Linked DNA regions of Sus scrofa: region 2 is linked to region 1. The links are chromatin contacts, called in public Hi-C maps. All regions are on one chromosome and are shown on one strand. Each heading gives the region's core, a stretch centred on a gene start, on an enhancer-like site or on the middle of the called end of the contact. The rest is flanking DNA. Distances are from core to core; before and after follow the strand shown. Region 1 has its middle 160 kb from the start of PPP1R3B. Region 2 overlaps LOC102160389 (a long non-coding RNA gene).

Region 1 (7,538 bases), core at 3,324-5,823:
TGGCCTGTGACCACAAGAGGGCCACCAGAGGTTGATGGAAAAAAATTGGACGAAAGGAAGAGGGAGCTTAAAGATGATTAAGGGCAGAAAACAGAAAAAGAGAAAACCCAGTTTTCAAGAGAGAAAAGAAAGTTTTCTCTAAGAATTGAGCTAATATTACCAGGGGCCCTGGGACGACTCAGCTAACTAGTGTCCATGACTTAGCCATGACTTTCTTATATTTATCTTTTAAACAAGACGACTTTTCTTAAACAGTACAAAGAAATGGACAGAGAGATAGCTCTGTTAGAGCCTTGGGTGGGCATCAATAGCACCTGTGGAACCCAGCCTTTGCTAATCCACAAGCGGAGGCTGAATAAAGCCATGGGCTATGGGAAGGGGGCCGTCCTGGAGAAGGCACACTCACTTGACACTGTCTTCAGTAATGCCTGGTTCTGGGCAGCTCTGTTTAATTGCACCTCTCCCTCCACAACCCCCCAGGCTAGTCTACCCCAGGGCAGTGTCTAGCTGGGGTAGACACCTGAAAAGGCTGAAGGGCACCAAGCTACAAAGAGCCTGAGCGGTGATGGCCATGAGCAATTTCCAGGTGGGCTACAGAGCTTCCTCTTCCCCCTGACTGCACCAAGGCTGCTCTCTTTCTGAAACTGATTTAGGCCCAAAGCTGAGCGGCTGGGGTGTGACTGGAGTGACCCTAGCACCATCTGGTTCTCCCATGGTGCCAGGTAGGATGCTTCTGTTTATCCCTAAAGCCCACTTTCCCACCTCTCTCTGAAAGGATGCCTCCTCCCTCGTTCTTTAGCTCCTGCCCTAGTATGACCTTCCCTGTGACTCTCCTTTAACTATATCCTTTCCCACTTGGGGTCCTCATCCTATGGATTCTGTCCCGTGAGCCCCACCTATCCAACTACAAGTTCAGGGGAGCTTGTCTTCTGGGAGTCAGTAAAGCACCTCAGTTAGGAACTAGGGCTGACCTGGGTCAGGAACACAACGCAGTCACCTGCCAGCTCTGGAATCTCGGGCGAGTTACTTCCCTGTTCTAAATTTCAGTTTCCTTACCTATAAAATGGGCAAACAATTGTACTTATGACTAAGGTTAAATGAGCTAATACTTAGCCCAGTGCCATTGTAGCCCTCCATAAATGTTTGCTCTTCTCCCCATGCATATGTACATCCTTACTTTTACCCTAATCGCCATGGATTTAGGACAGAGCTGATGCTCATTAATGTTTATTGAATTAGCAGTTAAGACGTGTAAACATCACTGGATCTGTTCATTAGTACATTTTAAGAAGAAGTGGGTAACTTGGCATTTTCCCTTATTTCATCAATATTTGATGGTGCTTTCTCTATTTGAGGATTTGTTTAGGGTGGAATGAATCCGAATAAGCTCAGGCAGGCTTTTCGTAATCATTCTTCTTTTGTGTCCATTGATTCAGTGTGTTTTCCTCACTTCTGTTCCCATCCTCACATTTGCGGTCCTCCTTCTGGAGGAATAAATCAGACCACAGTAGCCATTTAAAAGTACTTTCAACTGCTTCTAAGTTCTCTAGAGGAAAATAGCTACAGAATGCTGTTAAGGCTGTTAGAAATTTCGAATTACGCTTCTCCCGCTGTCCCTTTCCACCATGTGAGATGCAATGGGGAGAACTAAGTAAACACCAAAGTCCCTTTTAATTGCAATGGTCCGTGATCTCTTTTGTGCACAGCTGGACTTTTAAGCTCAAAAAGGTAAAGCAACTTTTGTAAACAAACATAATTTAAGGACTAGTCCTGACTCCCTGTTGGGGATCATCTCAGAAAGAAAATAGGTACGACCTCCACTGCTTGCCATTTGCTGGATATCTTCACTCCTTGCCTGGAATTACCAGAGGCTGTTTGCACGGCTGCGCTCAATGTCCAGACGTTTGGTTTAGATCCCTTTATGTTCAAGGATTCTGAGGAATGATAATGAAGGCGAATTGAGCTTAGACTGAACAAGCTCCTCTTAGAGATCTTAATCAAATAATCAAAGGTTAAACATGAAGAGGAAACATAAAAGTGAGGGAAAAACTGGTAACAATTTACGAGCTTTTCTTTCCCTCCAGGAGAAGCTGAGAATGAGCCTCATCTATGCCAGGGAGGCTGAAGTGGGGGAGTGCACCCAGCCTCCCCCAGGTGGGAGGTCCCTGAGTCAAGGAGCCCCTCACAGTGGGAGGAGGCCCCCCTCATCCCAGAAGGCAGGCCTGGGGACAGTCCTGTGCCCTGTTTCTCCATCCCTGTCTTATCCAGCATGGCTCACTGTGAATGCAGTCCTGGGCTGCTATTTCTCACCCTCTTTTAGTCCATTCTCTTTTTGAAAAACAATTTTTAAAAATCTCATATGTATCTCTTTTCCCAGAGATTGTGATAAGCAACCACTGGGCCCAGGCTTTTTCCATCGACCCACATGGCATGGCCAATGCCGGCTCTGGCTCCTCCCTCTTGCCACTCCCCATTGATTGCTGATGATCGGTTATTGGTACAGTTTTGGGTCTCAGCATGAATCCAGAATTCCACAGAAGAAGACAGCACCTAAGTGAATCATCCATTCCATGAAAGTTTCTTAAGCATCATCTTGGAGTTGCCATTGTGGCAAGAGGAAATGAATCTGACTAGGAACCATGAGGTTGCGGGTTCAATCCCTGGACTTGCTCAGTGGGTTAAGGATCCGGCATTGCTGTAAGCTGTGCTGTGGGTCGCAGATGTGGCTCAGATCTGGCATTGCTGTGGCTGTGGTGTAGGCTGGCAGCTGTAATCTGATTCCATCCCTAGCCTGGGAATCTCCATATGCCTCAGGTGCAGCCCTGAAAAAAGACCAAAGACAAAAAAAAAAAAAAAAAGGCACCATCTATGATGTGCCATTAGTACTGCGCGATGCCCAGGGGGCGCCATGATGGATGAAACATAGGCCCTGCTTTTCAGAAGCTCCAGAAAGACACAGGAACAATTCCAAAAGGATGAGTGCTGTCTAAATTGAGGTATAGGGGGCAGAGGAACCCAGAGGAAGAAGTGACTGGAAGGTTTTCAGGGAGAGAAAGAAAAGGACAGCTAGGAACAGAACGCAGAGTGAGTGCATTGAGGGCTAGGGGTTGGAGGAAGCAAGGCCTGTTTGGGAAATGGCTGGTGGTTGCGGGGAGCAGGAATGCAGCGCACAGGGTGGGAAAGTGATAGGAGATGATGTGGGAAAGCTGGGTCGTCAGATGTGAAGGGAAGCTAAGGTACTTGGACTTGATCCTGTTGGCATCAGTGTGATCATCAGATAACTCAGCAAGGAACTGAAAAATAATATGAGTTTTAGGTCCTCCGATATAAAATTTCCTATTCAGCCAGCATCCGCATCAAGTAATTAGTGGTTAAACTTGAGAAGGGATCAGTGGGGGAAGTACTCTTGACCGGTGAAGCTGCAGGAGAAAGTGGGGCTATAATTATCCTAAGTCTTTACCTTTCGGATTTAACTCCTCCAGAAACCAAACTGGTTTTGCTGCACTCCCAGAAGGGAATCAGCTCAGCTTCCCACAGCCCATCACTGTGTTACAGTGAGAGAAGACTAAAGGATCATCTATAAAAGTGCTTTGTACACACAGGACGTTCTATCCATACGTTGATCACGAGTGCCACAGTTTCCTGCGGGCAAGCTCGGACGTTTCAGCCAGGCTATGTCCCTCCTCAGATAACCTCCTCGGAGAAAGTTGTTCCCTCCCAATTTAATGGGCAACTTTAAGGCCAAAACATCTGACAGTGAGAGGGGATGGGCACAGCCCATCAGAATAGCCAAATCAAATTTGGTGACCGTGAATATTATTGTTCTTGTTATTCAGAATAATAACTGTAAGGCAGCAAAGATAAAGCAGATTTTGTAGACCTCTAGCTTTTTGGCATGTTTTTTTGCGGGGGGTGGTGGCTAATTAAACTGGGTTCTTTAACAGCAGGACTTGAAGCCTTGAATATGCTGATGGGGATGTGAACTCAAGGGAGGTTTTAGGAGTTTCTCTTGTGGCTCGCAGAAACAAATCTGGCTAGGATTCATGAGGATGCTGGTTCGATCCCTGGCCTCGCTCAGTGGGTTAAGGATCTGGTGTTGCCGTGAGCTGTGGGGTAGGCCGCAGATGTGGCTCGGATCCCGAGTTGCTGCAGCTCGGATCCCATGTTGCTGTGCCAATGGCTACAGCTTTGATTAGACCCTTAGCCTGGGAACCTCCATATGCTGCAAGTGTGGCCCTTAAAAAAAAAAAAAAAAAAAAAGGAGGTTTTGGACACAGTGTCTCTCAAGTTCATTTGACCAGCAAACCCCCTCCAACTTCCTGGTCCACCCTGCCTGGAGGCCCTCCAAGATGCTCAAGAAATACTAGAGTGCCCTCCCTGGCCACACTACGTTTCAAGAGGAAAACACCAGTTGTCGGGGGAAGCTGGAGGTGATCTGTGAGGCAGGAACAAGTGGCAGAAGCTGCAGCAGAGGCTTCCGGGCATCTAAGGCCATCAGCGCTTGGCTCTGCTGTAGCCCATGGGGCTGACCTAAGGGGCTTCCCCTTCTGCCCTGGCCAAGCCTTGCCCTCCTCTCCATCTGCCTCTGTCCATGTGACCACGCCCTTGTCACCAGTGCTGGCCTGTAGCCTCACCCCCGACGCCTGACTGTTCCCATTCCTTGACTATTTTTAGCTCTGGCCCAGAGCTTATTACAAGAACTCAGCAAGCAGGACCCAAGGCTATGTTATGAATCTTCTCTCATCGATGTAATATTGGTTATGAAATATGATTTATCTTTCCTCACATTTTAAAGTTGCTATTTGGTTCTTTGGGAGGGAGGGTGTCTCTGAGGACTCCTTTTGTTCTGTATTCTATCTCCCACAGTTGGTAACTATTTTTGCTGGTTTTGCACGTGTTCTCTAGGGTTTGATCTGTTTTCTCATCTTTGTGTAGTGTCTTGTTTTCATTTCTGATGCTTTGGTTTCCTTTACTTGGAGGCAAGAAGAGACCATAATTTGGTTTTGTTTACCTGTGTGGTATGAATAATGTGTAATTTTTTTAAGCATGATGTTTTCAGCATTACATGCACAAAGTGACCTTTGCAGGGGTCATGGTGTGGACGCTTTGTTGAACAAAAGGACTCGTCCCTTTTTATTGAGAAAAACTAGACTCTCCTATCTGGCCCTTTGGGGTTGTCATTGCTAGGTCTCTGCCCTACTAAAGACACTCCCCAGTCCTCTTTGTGATGCAAAAAAAAAAGATAGCTGATTTCTGAAACCTCACGATCCATTTCAAAAATTAAATCCCAGCCCCTCCATTTAAATACAAAACTGTCCACCAGCTTCAAGCTTTACTTTAATCAGTATTAGTTGTATTGAAGTTAAAAATGCCCTCCTGGTGCCCTCTCTTTCCACCAAAAATCTTGATTACCTTTAGAGCCTCTTTTTACTCAAAATAATACAATTTCTGCCATTCTCTTATGCTCCAGGCCTCTATTTCCATCTGCTTATGAGGAAAAAAAAATCTCTCTCAGGAGGCCCTATGAGCTTGTCAAATTCAGCCTGTGAGGAGACAAGGCTTTTTGCCCCCAGCCTGTCCCCACCTTGCTGTACTTGGTGAAGACATCTGACAGCCTCTATGCAGCTGGACACACAGAATTCCCAGTCCTTGTGGCATCTTCTTTCTTCCCCATGCCATCCATCTATTCTGATCAAGTGCACATTTTTTTTCAGTTCTGAATCAGCAATTCCTCTGGCATGAATCTCCTTCACTTCCTCCTTTCTGCCATTGCCAGTCCTTGTCCACTCTTTTCTGGACCGTTCAATGACCTCCTTGGTTATCTTTTGAGAAGCTCCCTTCCTGGGATCCCACCCACTAGTCTGCAGCAAGAAAGGAATACTCCTCCCCCCACCCCGCCCTGAAGCTCCCAGAGGTCCTCAGAGCAACTCATATCCCTAGGAGAACAGTTGTCAGTAACTGCATATCTGGACCAAGTGACTCTACTACTCCTTCACCTGCTCACCCCAAACTACCGGGGTCTTTACAGGGGACCCGTGTTCCCTTGGATCTGGGAGTCCCTTCAGGGTCTCCCTTTGGCCTGGTTTCCCCACTTTATATTCTATGCTTCATTCCAAGATCTTCCTGCTCACCCATCTCCCAGCTAGTGGTGGCCCAGTTGGACTCTCTGATGAGTTCTGGAGGCTGATGCTTGGCACACCCCTAGTATCATGGTCTACTAGCCACAGGCAAGCCCTGAACTTCCCAGTGACTGGGATGCTGCAAACCAGCCGAGGCCCACCATCGTGACCTGCCACGGGTAGAGTAGGGGGTCCAGATGGGACTTCCAGTGACAAAGCCCAACACTGCTAAGTTTGAGAGATGAAGTTCACTGGCATAAAAAAAAAAAATTCTAGTTTGTCCACTCATTGATTTTTTTAACAAATATTTATATAGAGAGCCTACTAAGTGCCAGATACATTACATGATGTTGAGGATACAGCCTTGAGGGTGTCAAACCAGGTCCCTGGCATGGAATCTCTATCCTAGTGCCGGAGAGACAGAGAAATATATGTGTCAGCTCATCCACGGCATCAGTGATTGTCAATGGTTTCCAAAGTCTGAGGACAAGCTGGACAAGGCCAAGTGGGAAGGGCTATCCTAGACATTAACCTCTGAGAGCTGACATGTGAGCAAAGCTCTGAATGATGAGAAAGAGCTGACATGCCTCTTGGGGGTGGGCAGGGTGTCTCAGAGAAAGAGACCAGCAGAAGTGCAAAGCCCTGAAGTGGGAATGAAATTGGATGAGTCTAAGGAACAGAAAGGAGAACAGAGTGGCTGGGCTTGATGAGCAAAGAGGTGGGTGAAGGGAGATATGATCACAGAGGAAGACACAGGCCTCAGTAAGCCTGCAGAAATGTTTGTGTTCTTCTCTGAGACCAAAGGGGAGTTTGCTCTGCACACTCAGAAAAAGACTGACACTGGAGACCATCGTGCCTGAGCATCTCCCTAGGTTCCTGCTGACGACGCAAGAATGGAGACTCCTATGGGAGTGCCAAGTTTCTTAGATGTCCCCAGTCCAGGATGGTACCTTGATGGGATACCTGGCTTCTCGGGGGAAGTGAGGAGTTCAAAGAAGCCCCCGTGGCTTGAGGAGGGAGCAAACAGAGATATATTGTTCTTTTAGTAAAGCTCCTGGAGGAAATGGCGGGGAGGGGGGTGGGTGGGAGGAGCGGGAGTTAGACAGAGGGTCCTGGGAATCAGGGAGGCCAGGATAGGAGCTCCGAGACAATGCTATTGCAGCCGCAAGACAGATGCAAGGGGAGGTGTTGCAGCAGAGGAGTCATGATGGAGAAACAAAAATAGTCACGCTGAACCCCAGCCAGCCCTGCACACACCATACTATTGGTTCTCAGCTCTGCTCTCCTGCACTGCGAACACTGTGAAACAACATGCAATACATGCAAAAACGGCACCCTGATATTTAGGCAGGAGTGCTAATGAATTCCAACTCCAGGCCAAGTGACCTCAATGACATTTTTAATGGCCTAATCAGCAGA
Region 2 (7,538 bases), core at 3,715-6,214, 470 kb before region 1:
TGTTCATTTCACAGGGCAGGACTTTACAGAAGTGGTTAGTGTAGTGAGCAACACTCTTTATCTCTTGCTAAAAATGCCCACATATTTACCATTTGTAGATGAGGAGCTTGAGTTATCCCATGTTCCTAAGGAGGAAATAAGCCCACATTTGGGACATGTGCCCAACAAAGCTTAGATAACTACTTTAGTCATGGATCTAACTTTCTCTTTTACTTAAAAACATCAAAGGTCTTATATTTTATAACCAACTACATGAAGTCTGCATTTCCTGCCTGTCTGGTAATCAAGACCATCAAGAGCTGTCCACAGCCTGGTTTCCAGCATCATCGGTCATGATTTCTGCTCCTGAACATACAATCCTCTGTTCAGCACCCTATAGTTCAGCTGAAAATCCTCCAATTTAACTTTGGGATTTTTTTAGGATGTGGATATTCTGATTAACATTTATAAGCCAGGACTGGAGAACCTCCCAGCTACTCTGAAGTTTGGGAGGAGTAATCTCCATGGAATACAAAAATCCTGCTAATATGTTAGTCAAGTGGCCTTTGGCCCAAGGCTAGGGAATTTATCCTAAAGGCCTTAGAATGGGAGATTGTAAATTAAAGAGTTAAAGTTACTCACTGGAAACCTAATTAGCAGCTGAAAAGGACAGTGGGTAAAGAAAGTTCTCTATCTGAGAAGGACTTTGAAGCACAAGTACAGGACAGCTGAAGGAAATATAGCAGTTGCTAATAGCAACCATCAGGTGACACAGTACAACACAAAATGCAGCAAGACAGGACAAAGATGTACAAGAAAACTGCAGGGAATAGTGCAATTGCTAACTCCAACTACAGGGTAGCACAAAAAAAAAATGCAAAACTCAGCTGGACAGGGCAAAATAAGTACAAGACAGCTTCAAGGAATATAGCAGTTGCCAACAGCAACCACAGGTGGCACAGTAGAATGCAAAACCCTCAGCTAGACAGGGCAAGCAAGTACAAGACTGTTAGATGGAATATAGCAGTTGCTAAGAGCAACCACCAGATGGCACAGCAGAATGCAAAGTGTCAGCCACACAGGGCAAGCAAGTACAATACTGTTGAACGAAATATAGGAATTGCTAACAGGAACCATCAGGTGGTGCAATAGAATGCAAAACATCAGTATAGACAAAGATGTACAAGACAGCTGCAGGGAAGATAGTAATTTCCCTACCAGGTGGCATAGCAAAATGCAAAACTGTATAGAACAAGAGCAAAAAAGTGCAAAACAGGAGTTCCCGTCGTAGCTCAGTGGTTAACGAATCCGACTAGGAACCATGAGGTTGCGGGTTCAATCCCTGCCCTTGCTCAGTGGGTTAAGGATCCAGCATTGCCGTGAGCTGTGGTGTAGGCTGCAGATGCGGCTGGGATCCCATGTAGGCTGGTGGCCACAACTCCAGTTCAACCCTTAGCCTGGGAACCTCCGTATGCCGTGGGAGCAGCCCAAGAAATGGCAAAAAGACCAAAAAAAAAAAAAAAAAAAAAAGTGGAAGACAGCTGTGGAGAATATAGCAGTTGCTAACTACAAACAGCAGGTGGTGCAGTAGAACACGAAACTCTCAGCCAGAGAGAACAAGCAGAAGAGCGGTAGGGAATAAAGCATTTCTTAACTGCAACCACCAGGTGGCACAGCAAAATTCAGCAGAGTAATTGCTAACAGCATCCACCAAGTGGTACAGTTAATGCAAAACTCTCAGACAGGGTAAGCAATTATAATACAGCTTCAGGGACTATAGCAATTGCTAACTGTAACCACCAGGTAGCACAGCAGAATATGGAACTCATGCAAGCATGTGAAAAACAGCTGAAGGGAATAACTGCTGACTGCAACCACCACATGGCACAGCAGAACACAAAACTCAGCAGAAAAGGGCAAAGAAATACAAGGCAGCTGAAAGGAATAGAGTAATTGCTGACAGCAACCACCAGGTGGTGCAGTAGAATGTGAAATTCAGCAAGACAGGGCAAGCAATATGAGACAGCTGAAGGGAATATAGCAATTCCTTACTGTAACCAGCAGGGGCACAGGAGAATACAAATCTCAGGGCTAGCATGCACAAGAGAGCAGAAGGGGATAGAGTAATTGCTAACTGCAACCACAAGGTGGCACAGCGATCTCAGCAGGGCAGGTAGAAAAGTACAAGATTACTGCAGAGAATATAGCAATTGCAGTAACTACAAGGTGGCGGGTAGAATACAAAACTCAAGGCATTCATGTACAAAATAAAGGGAATATAGCAGTTGCTAACTGCAAGCGCCAGGTGGCACAGTAAAGCACAGAACTCAATAGGACAAGACAAAGAAGTGCAAAAGAGCCGAAAAGAATAGAAATTGCTAATGGCAACCACCAGCTGTCAGTAGAATGTAGAACTCTCAGCCAGACAGGGCAAGTTAAGTACAAGGCTGTGGGAAATATAGCAGTTGCTAACTGTAACCACCAGGTGGTGCAGCAGAATACAAAACTCAGGGAAGCATGTACAAGATGGCTGAAGGGGATAGAGTAATTACTAGGTGCAACCTCCAGGTGGCACAGTAGAATGCAAAATTCAGGACAGGGCAAAGAAATATAGGACAGCTGAAAGGAATACAGTAAATGTTAACAGCAACTACCAGGTGGCAAAACAGAATACAAATCTCAAGGCAAGCATGTAAAAGACATCTGAAGGGAATATAGTAATTGCTAACTGCAACTACAGGGTGGTGCAGCAGAACTCAAAACTCAGAAGGACAGGGCAATAAATAGTATACAAGACAGCTAAAGTGATTATAAATCACTTGCTAACTGTAACCACCAGGTGGCGCAGCAGAACACAGGGCAGAGTACAAGACGAGAATAGGGTAATTGCTAACAGCATCCACCAGGTGGTGCAGTTGAACGCAAAACTCAGCAGGACAGGACAAAGACGTACAGGAGAGCTGAAAGGAATAGAGTAAGTGCTAACAGCATCCACCAGGTGGCGCAGTTGAATGCAAAAACAGCTGGATAGGGCGAAGACTTGCAAGACAGATGAAGAGAATAGAGTAATTCCTAACAATAACCACCAGGTGGCGCAGTAGACCGCAAAGCGCAGCAGGACAGTGTGATGTATGTATGCTTAAAAAAGGGGTAGTTGCTTACAGTATCCACCAGGTGGCGCAGCATACCGCAAAACTCTCAACAGGAGGGGGCTAAAGGAGTACAAGACAGCTGAAGGGAATACAGCAATTGCTGACTGCAACCACGATGCAGCTCAGCAGAATGCAAAACTCTCGCAGAACGTGATAAACCCACCCCCTTTTGCTACTTTCCTCAAAGAGGAATTTGGTACCCCAGAAATTTGACCTCTGAGGATTGGTCAGAGTTAGCTACCATTAAGATTATTGCCCAATACCTTAATTTTACCCTCTCCCAATTTGCCTCTGATAATAATCAGACATATGGTAAAATGCAATTGCTAAAATTTTGTACCCTTTAGTCAGGTCAGAGGATTGGAACTGTGCTTTGCCTTTGATTACTTATTTACTTCAGGCAATTGACTCTTGCTGTCTATCTGTAAAAAGAATATAATAGTACCTTCTTTGCAAGATTATTGTAAGTATTAAATCAGTACAAATGTCACCTTAGGTAGCTCTATGTGTTGGCTGTTTGATGACTGAAATGTGATGGAATTATGAATACTCATGAGAGAAGGAATGTTGATGCAAACAGCAGAGACACTTTTGAATTCTAAGATCCTGAAGCCATTTTCCTCTCTTGTTAGATTTTTACATTTAACTTCACATCATGATTTAAAGTTATTTTCTGGAAAGAAACTAATCACAATGCCAGATGTCAAGACAGAATAATACATGTTTACTGTCATACATTTCTTTCTTAATATTTGGAAATTAAAATTTCCAAGGTTTAGTTCTAAAGGCTTTTACCTTGATTTCTGAAATATTTTGTAAACAGAAAATCAGTTAGGTTTTCTCAAAGAGCATGATGTTTTACACAAAAGTATATCTTGGGTTGTCTGAGTCCAACCAAGAGGCTGCTCAAAAAGCAGGTTAGAAGAAAATCCATGTCTAATTCCTCTAATGAGTGGGTTAAGCATTTGTCTCCATATTTAAATGGTTGCAGACTTTGAGAATAAATTCAGAGAATCATCCCTCATAGGGACAGAAACGAATGAAAAGAGTCTAGAATTGAACATGTCTCTCTTTCTAAAATCACAAATTGAAGACCTAGCTTTGTGGGATGAAGAGGTTGATCTATTAAGGCTGAATTTTCAGTGATATAAACTTTAGGGTGCCTTTCAGCATTAAGTTGTGAAAGCCCTTTCTGGACGTTTTGCAGAATGTTGGCGTACAGCCTGCCTGCTGAGATCCCAGTGTGTGACCTGTTCCTGCCTGCAGCCAGAGGCAAACTCAGTGACCCACTGAGGCCACAGTCAACTGGCACAGACTGGAAAATTGTTAAATAAATTGGTCAGAAACTGTCAAACCTATTGCATAATCCAAACCTTAAAACCCGGACTGCAAAGTTTTCTTCTCATGCCAGTCATTCACACCTTTTGGATTCATTTTTTGATCAGTTCATCAGAAGAGTATTTATTGGTTCTCTATGAGATATGCCCAGCACTGTGATAAGTGCTACTTTAAAATTTATTTTTAAAACTATAACTAATGGGGAAAGAACTTGGGTGGTTCTCCAAGACACCCAGAGATTAAGATGACGTGTACTATAAATCCGTAACAAGTAATAATTTGCTTTAAAAAAAATCAGAGACACGTTAACCACGTAGACAATCTCCACCTTCATCTTTCTGGAACTCTTCAGCTCCCAGAAAGTGACAGGGTGTTTCTACACCAAAGAGTATGCACATTGCCATTTTTAGTTTCTTCCGTCATACGGTATACTCATGGCCTCAGGGGAAAGACATGTGACACTTCAAGTCACTTGAGAGTACAGCTGTCTTACTATCACCATCCCATTGAGGCCAGTTTTGGCCCAGCCACAGCTGCTGGTGGAGCCCACGTGGGTGTAACTGTGTGGGGAGAGTCGTGATACAGACAAGCCAACTGACACTGCAGAGGGGCCCTCAGGGCAGATCACAGCCACAGCCCTTGGTGGCCCATTTTAAAGTTGTAAATGTATGTATATGATGAGAATAAATACATATCGGTGGTTGATTATGTGTGAAACATAAAAGCATAAAAAGGTTGATTTTATTATTATTTCCCCCCCTCAGCTTTATTGAAATGTAACTGACATACATTGTGTGTGTTTAAGGGGTATAGCATGATTACTTGATACACGTATATACTGCAAAACGTTTACCACAATCAGGTTAGTTGGCACATCCTTTGCCTCCCATAATTACCTTTTTGTTGTTGTCGACATGATGATGAAAACCTTTAAGGTCTACTTTCTTAACAACTTTCAAGTGTACTAAACGGTATTGTTATCTGTAGTCACCATACTGAACATTAGATCCTGGGAGCTGATTCATCTCATAACAAGAAGTTTATGCCCTTTGACCAACCTCTCCCATTTCCCCCACCTCCTAGCTCTTGGCAGTCAGTATTCTACCCTCTGTTTTTGTTTTTTAAGATTCCACATGTAAATGAGAAAATACAGCATTTCTCTTTCTTGGTCTTATGTCACTTTGTATAATGCCTTCAAGGTTCATGCATGTCAAACCATGTTCATCACAAGTAGCAGTATTGGAGTTCCGGTCGTGGCACAGTGGTTAACGGATCCAACTAGGAATCATGAGGTTGTGGATTCGGTCCCTGGCCTTGCTCAGTGGGTTAAGGATCTAGCATTGCCGTGAGCTGTGGTGTGGGTTGTAGATGTGGCTCAGATCCTGCGTTGCTGTGGCTCTGGCGTAGGCTGGCCTCTACAGCTCCAATTCGACCCCTAGCCTGGGAACCTCCATGTGGGAGCTGCCCTAGAAAAGGAAAAAAAAGACAAAAAAAAAACAACAAAAAAAACAAGTGGCAGTATTTCCTTCTTTAAGGCTGAATAATATTCTATTGCATATATACATGTGCATGGTATATAACATTCCATTGCATATATACATATATATTTTTTTATCCATCTGTCCATAGGTGGACACTAAGGTTGCTTCCATATCTTGGCTATTGTAAACAATGCTGCAGTGAACATAAGAGTGCATGTATCTTTACTGCTTAGTGTCTCTTTCCTTTGGATAAATGCACAGAAGTGGAATTGCTGGATCATATGGTAGTTATATTTTTAATTTTGGGGGGAACCTTCATGTTGTTTTGCATAGCAGCTTTACCAGTTTACATTCCCAGCAATAGTTCACAATGGCAGTATTTTCTCCACGTCCTTGCTAACACTTGTTATTTCTTGTCTTTGTGATGATAGACATTCCTACAGGTGTGAGATGGTACCTCACTGTGATTTTGATTTGCGTTTTCCTAGTAATTAACGATGTTGAACACATTTCATGTACCTGTTGACTGTCTGTATATCTTTTTCGGAAAAATGCCTATTCAGATCCTCTGCGCGGTTTTTAATCAGATTGGTTTTTTGCTATCGAGTTATATGAGTTCTTTGTATATTTTGGAAATCAATCCCTTATCAGATATATGACTTGTAAATACTTTCTCCTGTTCAGGAGGCAGCTTCTTTATTTCATTGTTTTCCATTCACTTGGTTTCCTTTGTTATGTAGAAGCATTTTAAATTGTTATAGCTCCGCTTGTTTATTTTTGCTTTTATTGTCTTTGCAAGACTAATTTTAAACGTAATGCCCCACTGTCTAGATATAAATGCTATTAATGCTTTTGCTACACTTCCTTTAGACATGTTTCTGTGTGTGGGTTTGTGGGATGGGAGAGAGAGACAAGAGGCAGGGAGAGAGAAGTTGAGAAAGAGAGAAGACAATTTTTCTTTTTTTCTCACTATCTCTACCATTTATTTTGAAATAGTTGCAGGTTTACAGAAAAGTTATTAAAAATAGAATAAAGAATTCCAGTATGCCTGTCACCCAGATTTCCCAACTATTAACACATTTGCATTCTCTCTCATATGTATATTATTTTTTTCTGCACCATCTGATGGTGTGTTGCAAACTGATGCCCCCTAAAGAATGTCTGCATGTATTCCCTAAAAACTGTCTTATAGATATCCATGCTAGACCTAACAGAATCAGAAGACTAATGATGAAACTGTTGTAATATTTAATATGCAGAATTTATTTCAATTCATCAATTGTTTACTTATTGCTCTTTTAGCAATAGAAAAATTCTGGTCGAGGATGTAATCCTGCATCACTTATGGTTGGTGTCCTTTTATTTAGTTATTTTTTTGGCTTATTTTTTTGAAACTGTAGACGTTCCCAGGCCAAGGATCGTCCACTGCCTCTGCAGTGACAATGCCAAATCCTTAACCCCCTGCACCACAGGGGAACTTCTCTTTGGTGTCCTTTGATCTGGGTGGTTCTTCAGCCCTTCTTGTCTGGCTTTTGACATCTTGGGATAGTCCAGGCCAGCTACCCTTTAAAAGAGTTTGGGGTTTGTT

The links. Hi-C and Micro-C count contacts between places; a contact is called where the count stands out from the background.
Region 2: a contact with region 1 is called in a Hi-C map of heart right ventricle, with 6 times the contacts expected there. The contact joins two enhancer-like sites. A contact is called at or near these places in 9 of 47 Hi-C or Micro-C datasets (embryonic fibroblasts, epiblast stem cells, fetal heart ventricle and 6 more) and 1 of 2 datasets of contacts at active chromatin or transcription factors (skeletal muscle).

The regions. Positions count from the first base shown.
Region 1 is chr15:55,841,171-55,848,708 of Sscrofa11.1, reverse strand. No RefSeq gene overlaps it. Among named protein-coding and RNA genes, the nearest start is that of PPP1R3B, 160 kb to the left of the region's middle. Within about 2 kb of position 4,573, at least 9 of the 83 cell types and tissues checked have an H3K27ac peak or open chromatin away from gene starts, as enhancers often do. A contact at or near this core is called in fetal skeletal muscle, where this site is marked.
Region 2 is chr15:56,309,942-56,317,479 of Sscrofa11.1, reverse strand. All of the region lies in intron 1 of LOC102160389 (a long non-coding RNA gene), which reads left to right. Among named protein-coding and RNA genes, the nearest start is that of MFHAS1, 110 kb to the right of the region's middle. Within about 2 kb of position 4,964, at least 6 of the 83 cell types and tissues checked have an H3K27ac peak or open chromatin away from gene starts, as enhancers often do. A contact at or near this core is called in fetal skeletal muscle, where this site is marked.